Regions from separate parts of the Bos taurus genome. Here region 2 is linked to region 1. A link is a contact called in public Hi-C data. All regions are on one chromosome and are shown on one strand. The core of a region is the stretch at or near the end of the contact, and the rest is flanking DNA. Distances in the headings are between cores, read along the strand shown.

The links. Hi-C and Micro-C count contacts between places; a contact is called where the count stands out from the background.
Region 2: a contact with region 1 is called in a Hi-C map of liver, with 2.9 times the contacts expected there. The contact joins the promoter of CENPM here to the promoter of SNU13 in region 1. A contact is called at or near these places in 2 of 11 Hi-C or Micro-C datasets (liver and an unstated tissue).

Annotation. Positions count from the first base shown.
Region 1 is chr5:112,741,479-112,745,618 of ARS-UCD2.0, forward strand. It overlaps SNU13 (small nuclear ribonucleoprotein 13), which reads right to left and starts at 1,645. Exons shown (of 3, transcript NM_001077004.1): 1 at 1,585-1,645. The coding sequence starts at 1,587. LOC112446778 reads left to right here and starts at 3,562. Exons shown (of 2, transcript XM_024992798.2): 1 at 3,562-3,859. The coding sequence starts at 3,644.
Region 2 is chr5:112,927,395-112,931,427 of ARS-UCD2.0, forward strand. CENPM (centromere protein M) reads right to left here and starts at 1,271. Exons shown (of 6, transcript NM_001038686.2): 1 at 1,204-1,271; 2 at 588-667. The coding sequence starts at 1,260.

The sequences.
Region 1 (4,140 bases), core at 395-2,894:
AGAGGATGAGATGGTTGGATGGCATCACCAACTGGATGGATAAGAGTTTGAGCAAGCTCTGGAAGTTGGTGATGGACAGGAAAGCCTGGCCTGTTGCAAGTCCATGGGGTAGCAAAGAGCTGGATACGACTAAGCGACTGAACTGAACTGAAAGAGGAGTCACTTTAGTGGTTTAATAAAAGTCAAAACGACAACAAAAGTTCCACTCAATTTTAAAGCCAAACCACCGACCTTATAAGTAGCAACTGAAAGTTGCTTAGGGTGTATTTATCCACCTTTTAATTTTTCCAAGGGTTAATTAAATGAGTGAATGAATGAAATCTTACTGCTAGACAACTTTAACCCGTAGCTTGATGTCTTTGTTCTCCTCATACACCAGACAGCAAAAACCTGCAAGTTTTGATTTGACAACAAATAGTGCATGCTCACTCTCTCCATACCAGGCGCAAAGGCAATTAAATGCATTATTAAACTGAGACCACCTGATTCCAAAACTTCTCAAGGAACTCCGAAAAACGAACACCAGTTTAGAAGGTTCAAGTTCTAGACTCAGCAACATACCAACCTCAAAATGGGGGTGGGGCAGCAGGGAAGATATGCTTTGGGATCCAAGAACCGTTAAAAGGATTAAACCTCATTATGAAAGTCGAAATGTTTTTGCAAACTCTTCCCTCCTCACTAAGTGCCGACCAAAACTAGGTACCAAGGCACACGATCTGATTAAAAAGTTAGAGACCATCAAGAGTTTTAGATGAGCCCCGCACGTGGTGCTACCAGGACTTCTGATTTCCGAGGTTACCGCCTCGCAGGAGGAATCTTTCCTGCATTCCAGGCTGGGGTTCCTTCCAAACGCAGGCTCCAAACGCCAAGTGAAAGTGAAGTAGCTCAGTCGTGTCCGACTCTCTGCGACCCCGTGGACTGTAGCCTACCAGGATCCTTCCTCCATGGGATTCTCCAGGCAAGAATACTGGAGTGGGTTGCCATTTCCTTCTCCAGGGGATCTTCCCGACCCAGGGATCGAACCGGGGTCTCCCGCATTGCAGGCAGACGCTTTAACCTCTGAGCCACCAGGGAAACCTCCAAACGCGAAAGGCCCCTTTAATCCCTGGCACACGTAACTTGCGACAGGCACTAGGCGTAGACCCATGGAGATATCCTTCTCCTGAACCCCAGCAATGGGAAAGTGGAGCTGGGGAGGATGATCCAAACCCAGGGTTCCACATCATTCTCTAGCGACCCCTCCAAAAGAAATATAAAACCAATAAAATCAAATTTTCTCATCCGACTTTCTACTCTGTCCCACGTGGGTCGGTCCCTTTCTCTCAGGCCCTCTCCGCTCACCGGAGGCATTCAGCCAGGAGCACTAACTGCTGACAGACGCTCCATCACAGAATCCGGGACCCATCTCTAGCGTTCTAACCTCGGACCGGGAGAAAAGACAGTGCTTGGGGCTACTCGGCCGTCCGAGCTCGAACCCCTCGCCGAGACGGCGACACCGCGCATGTTCTAAGCCGACAAGCTAGTGAGAGAACAGAACCCCGAGTCTCCCACTTCCTGGCTCTTCAACCAGGCGCACGCACTCACCATAGCTGCGGTTCAGTGATACCGTCCCTCCTCAAGAAGCACAGGCGATGTTAGAAAAGAACTTTCCGCCGAAAAAAGTCGCAGGGAAAAAGTGGAAATGGCCGCTCGCGGCCGGAAGCGGAAATGACGTTAAAGAGGGCGGCTCTCCCCTTAAAGGGCAACAGCGCGGAACGACTTCAGTTCTGGGGGGAGGGACCGCCTTTGCCGTAGTTTTAGTGTTGTTTTATTACCAGTTATTGGCAGGAACAGTGAGTTCGATACCCAAAATATAATGCACCAAAACAAAGAATTTTAGTGGTGTCATTCCATTGCTAGTTTATTTTGTAGCACATTTAAATTTAAACATTACTTTGCCAACAAAGGTCTGTCTAGTCAAAGCTATGGTTTCTCCAGTAGTCATGTATGGATGTGAGAGTTGGACCATAAAGAAAGCTGAGCCCCGAGGAATCAGTGCTTTTGAACTGTGGTGTTGGAGAAGGCTCTTGAGAGTCCTTCGGACAGCAAGGTGATCAAACCAGTCCATCCTAAAGGAGACCAGTCCTGGGTGTTCATTGGAAGGACTGATGCTGAGGCTGAAACTCCAATACTTTGGCCACCTCATGCGAAGAGTTGACTCACTGGAAAAGACCCTGATGCTGGGAGGGACTGGGGACAGGAGGAGAAGGAGACGACAGAGGATGAGATGGCTGATCACATCACCGACTCGATGCACATGAGTTTGAGTGAACTCCGGGAGTTGGTGATGGACAGGGAAGCCTGGCATGCTGCGATACATGGGGTCGCAGAGTCGGACACGACTGAGCGACTGAACTGAGCATTTAGCCAAGATGCATTGTGTGGTATATTGGGGTTTTCTTGTGTGTTTTTTAACTTCATTTGTTTATTTATGGCTGTGCCGGGTCTTCATTACTGCACTTGGGTTTTCTCTAGTTGCAGTGTGCAGGCTTCTCATTGCAGTGACTTCTCTTGTTGCAGAACATGTCCTCTGGGGCATGTGGGCTTCAGTAGTTGCAGTGCAAGAGCTTAGTTGCCCCATGACGTGTGAAATCTTCCCAGACCATGGATTGTGGAATCAGTGTCGCTTGCCTGGGCAGGCAGATTCCTAACCACTGGACTACGAGGGAAGTCCTGGGCTCTTAGAATAGAGAGATACTTTCCAAATGGTTGGTAAATAGGTGACACCCTTCTACTGTAACCCCAGGGACCACTTTTGTGTGTACATGCTCAGTTATGTCTGATTCTTTGTGACTCCTTGGACTGTAGTCCATCAGGTTCCTCTGTCCATGTGATTTTCCAGGCAAGGATTCTGGAGTGGGTTGCCATTTCCTCCTCCAGGGGATCTTCCCGACCCAGGGATCAAACCCTCATCTCCTGGGTCTCTTGCATTGATAGGCAGATTCTTTACCACTGCACCATCTGGGAAGCCCCAGGGACCACTTACAACCCAGAAATGAAGGAGTTAAGGCCTGGCCCATTCTGATTGGCTGAAGACCCTGCCTGCTCTGTTATTCAGTATTTTGTTCATAACCTTTGGGTGAAAGTCTTCAGGATAGCATTTATATTCCTATCAACACTGATCCTGAGTTGGGAAAGTAATCCCCCAACAAAAAATCAGGATATGCTGGGTGGTTAAACAAGAACACACATGTTCAATAGGGTGTTCATTAAGTGTTTGATATTGGATACCTGAAGGACAAATGGATGAAAGTATCCCATAGGAAGAAAGAAATCCAACAGACTTCAGTTCATCCCTCCATCAACATGGGGGGAACATAGTCTCTTCACTCCAGAGGGCAAGGTGTTTAAGTTCTTCTTCCTCTTAATTCCTTTTGGGCCGTTCCCCAGTGTTGTCCTCATCTATACTGTGGCCGTGTTAGCCAGCTCTGATGTCACGTGCAGCAGCTGCAGCTAAGGCCACAGCATCAAAAGCCTTTATGAGGTGGCCTTAGTGACAGCAGTTCTATGAGGCAGGGGCTACCCCGCCCCGCAGTGGCCAGGTCAGCCATATCAGCCCTGCCCTCCAACTCCAGAACACCACCTGCCTGACCTAAACCGTGTCATGTTGCTGCCCCTCCTGGGCGCCTGTGCTGTCGTGGGGCCGTTCCGGGGTCCTGAGTGGGAGCCAGTGCGGGGCCTGCTCTCTGAGGATCGCAGCTGCAGGGACCCTCGGTGCTGTGGCAACCTGCTTGTCCTCTGCCTCTTTCTGATCTGGCAGGTCCGGCACTACTGGCATCAGGTCACCAGGACCCACCGCAGCATGAGGAAGTTCATCAAGGTGAGGGGGTCCCACCCACCTCTTTCCCTCCACACCATGATTGTGTGTCATTTGTTAGGGACCCTGTTCTATGCCCTGTGTACCGGAGATGGATTCAGACTGAACTCTGATGAACTCAGGAAGAGCATTGTCTTGCCTCAAAGCCAGAAGTCACCCTGGACTTCTCTCTCCCTCATGCCACGTGTTCAATCCACCTGCAAGTCCTATGGGCTTTACTTGCAAACCATATCTCAAATCTGATCATTTCTCAAACCCTCACCACATTCTTCTGCACTATAGGT
Region 2 (4,033 bases), core at 21-2,520, 190 kb after region 1:
ATCTGAGTAACTGTTCTGGGCCAAGTACTGCTCAAGGCAGTGGGGCTTCTTCACCAGTCAGTAAAAGTGAAAGTCCCTGCCCTCAAGGGGCTAACCTCGGGGTGCCTCGGGGCGGCAGACTGGAAACAAACAAATATGTGAATAAGGAAATTTCTTTTTTTTTTTTTAAACAAGCTCTGGACAGTTTTATTAAAGAAAAATTGTACATGGTTTACTTTTCACCAGTCTGTTCTGGCATGCTTCTAATATCAGAATCACCTGGATCAATGATAGCCAGTGTGCATACTCTGTAATATTTTCCACATGCTGTGCCCGATTCAATATTATTGCCACTGTAGTGATGGACATCAGTTTTGGCCAACGTGGCATAATATGGAAATTTCTTTATAGTGACAAGTGCTAGAGGGAAACAGAAAAACTGGCGTGACAGAGGATGCTTTACACGGGGACAGATCACGCGTCAGGACGGAGACTCCGAGCGGTGGGTCAAAATTCGCCCCACCTGCGTCGGCCTCTCTGACCTTCCGCTCCACCCCTCCCCGCTCTCCCAAGCCAGCGATTGGACATCTCCAGGGCAGGCTACTTACACCTTCAGCTCCGAGGTGCAGTCCGCCTTGAGCATCGAATCGGCCAGTTGCTGCAGAAGAGCATCCTCCGTGCCCACCAGCTGCCCAGAGAGAGAAGGCGGCCAATGGACCTCTGGATACAGCAGCCCCGCCGCTGGGCCCGGACGGCCGCGATCCCGGGATTCTGGCTGTAGCGCGCGAGGCACTTTTTACCGAGGGGACTACGGCAGGCATTGGTGAGGGTCTGAGGTTTGCATCCGCTCCGGTTCCGCTCACTACCCGCCCCGCTCGCCCCCGAACCCTCCCTGGAACAGCCTGGTTTCTACCGGAGGCCTGACACGGATACAGGGGGAAAACCACAACCGCGTCTTAGACCGCCTGCATCCACCCTGCGCGCGGGCTCCCGGCCCAGCCGCTCCACCAATCGGAAACTCAGAAAGAGCACTTATTGGTGGAGACATCCCACGGCGTCAAGAGGGCAGCGAACTCTGATTGATTCAGAGAGAGGCTCTCCCGCCCACCACACTCCCGCCGGAGCAGCCCGGGCCAGAATCTCAGAGAGCCACAGAGGGCCTGGCCGCTGAAGCGCGGCCCAGGAGGAAAGGCGGGCGCGGGAATCCGGGCTGCTGACGCCTACCAAGATGGTGGCCGTGTTCAGGCCAGGCAGCTTGTCCAGCGGCCGTAACGCCGACATCCCCGGTGACTGACGGAACTGCGGGTCGCAGGGTGCGCGCCGGGCTTTCAAACAGCCCTCCGGCCCGGCCCTTGTGCGTAACCGCGGGTCACGTGACACCGTCTGGGCGGGGCTTCCTGTGGGGCGGGGCCGGTCAGGGCCTTCTTAAAGGAGACACTACCGCTGGGGGATAGCCGATTAACACGGAGAAGGCAGTGGCAACTTACTCCAGTACTCTTGCTTGGAAAATCCCATGGACGAAGGAGCCTGATAGGCTGCAGTCCATGGGGTCTCGAAGAGTCGGACACTTACTGAGCGACTTCACTTTCACTTTTCACTTAAATGCATCGGAGAAGGAAATGGCAACCCACTCCAGTGTTCTTGCCTGGAGAACGGAGGAGCCTGGTGGGGACGGCGGGGCCTGGTGGGCTGCCGTCTATGGGGTCGCACAGAGTCGGACACGACTGAAGCGACTTAGCAGCAGCAGCCGATTAACAAACCATGTTGTGATAGTTTCAGGTGAGCAGAGAAGGGACTCAGCCATAGAAACACATGTATGCATTCCGCCCCACCCCCAAACCCTGCTCCCCTCCAGGCTGCCATATAACATTGAGCAGAGTTCCATGTGCTAGACAGTAGCTCCTTTCTAAGGGGAAGTTTTCCACTGCTGGCCCTAGGCACCAAAGGTGCTGCCTTCGAGACAGGACTTTTATTTCACTCCTGGGAGAAAGACGGTATTCAGTGATTTGTTTACTCATTTTTCCTTCACTCATGATCATTCCAGGTGCTCTTGTTCAGTCACTCAGATCAGATCAGATCAGATCAGTGGCTCAGTCGTGTCCAACTCTTTGCGACCCCATGAATCGCAGTACGCCAGGCCTCCCTGTCTATCACCAACTCCCAGAGTTCACTCATACTCACGTCCATCGAGTCAGTGATGCCATCCAGCCATCTCATCCTCTGTCGTCCCCTTCTCCTCCCACCCCCAATCCCTCCCAGCATCAGAGTCTTTTCCAATGAGTCAACTCTTCGCATGAGGTGGCCAAAGTACTGGAGTTTCAGCTTCAGCATCATTCCGTCCAAAGAAATCCCAGGGCTGATCTCCTTCAGAATGGACTGGTTGGATCTCCTTGCAGTCCAAGGGACTCTCAAGAGTCTTCTCCAACACCACAGTTCAAAAGCATCAATTCTTCGGCGCTCAGCTTTCTTCACAGTCCAACTCTCACATCCATACATGACCACTGGAAAAACCATAGCCTTGACTAGACGAACCTTTGTTGGCAAAGTAATGTCTCTGCTTTTGAATATGCTATCTAGGTTGGTCATAACTTTCCTTCCAAGGAGTAAGCGTCTTTTAATTTCATGGCTGCAGTCACCATCTGCAGTGATTTTGGAGCCAGAAAAATAAAGTCTGACACTGTTTCCACTGTTTCCCCATCTATTTCCCATGAAGTGGTGGGACCGGATGCCATGATCTTCGTTTTCTGAATGTTGAGCTTTAAGCCAACTTTTTCACTCTCCACTTTCACTTTCATCAAGAGGCTTTTGAGTTCCTCTTCACTTTCTGCCATAAGGGTGGTGTCATCTGCATATCTGAGGTTATTGGTATCTCTCCCGGCAATCTTGATTCCAGCTTGTGTTTCTTCCAGTCCAGCGTTTCTCATGATGTACTCTGCATATAAGTTAAATAAACAGGGTGACAATATACAGCCTTGATGAACTCCTTTTCCTATTTGGAACCAGTCTGTTGTTCCATGTCCAGTTCTAACTGTTGCTTCCTGACCTGCATACAGATTTCTCAAGAGGCAGATAAGGTAGTCTGGTATTCCCATCTCTCTCAGAATTTTCCACAGTTTATTGTGATCCACACAGTCAAAGGCTTTGGCATAGTCAATAAAGCAGAAATAGATGTTTTTCTGGAACTCTCTTGCTTTTTCCATGATCCAGCGGATGTTGGCAATTTGATCTCTGGTTCCTCTGCTTTTTCGAAAACCAGCTTGAACATCAGGAAGTTTACAGTTCACATATTGCTGAAGCCTGGCTTGGAGAATTTTGAGCATTACTTTACTAGCGTGTGAGATGAGTGCAATTGTGCAGTAGTTTGAGCATTCTTTGGCATTGCCTTTCTTTGGGATTGGAATGAAAACTGACCTTTTCGAGTCCTGTGGCCACTGCTGAGTTTTCCAAATTTGCTGGCATATTGAGTGCAGCACTTTCACAGCATCATCTTTCAGGATTTGGAATAGCTCAACTGGAATTCCATCACCTCCACTAGCTTTGTTCGTAGTGATGCTTTCTAAGGCTCTCTTGACACATTCCAGGATGTCTGGCTCTAGGTCAGTGATCACACCATCGTGATTATCTGGGTCGTGAAGTTCTTTTTTGTACAGTTCTTCTGTGTATTCTTGCCATCTCTTCTTAATATCTTCTGCTTCTGTTAGGTCCATACCATTTCTGTCCTTTATCGAGCTCATCTTTGCATGAAATATTCCTTTGGTATCTCTGATTTTCTTGAAGAGATCCCTAGTCTTTCCCATTCTGTTGTTTTCCTCTATTTCTTTGCACTCAGTCGTGTCCAATTCTTTGAGACCCCATGGACTGCAGCACGCCAGGCCTCTCTGTCCATCACTAACTCCCAGAGTTTACTCAAACTCATGTTTGTTGTGTGATGCCATCCAATCATCTCATTCTCTGTCGACCCCTTTTCCTCCCTCCTTCAATCTTTCCCAGCATCAGGGTCTTTTCAAATGAGTCAGTTCTTCACATCAGATGGCCAAAGAATTGGAGTTTCAGC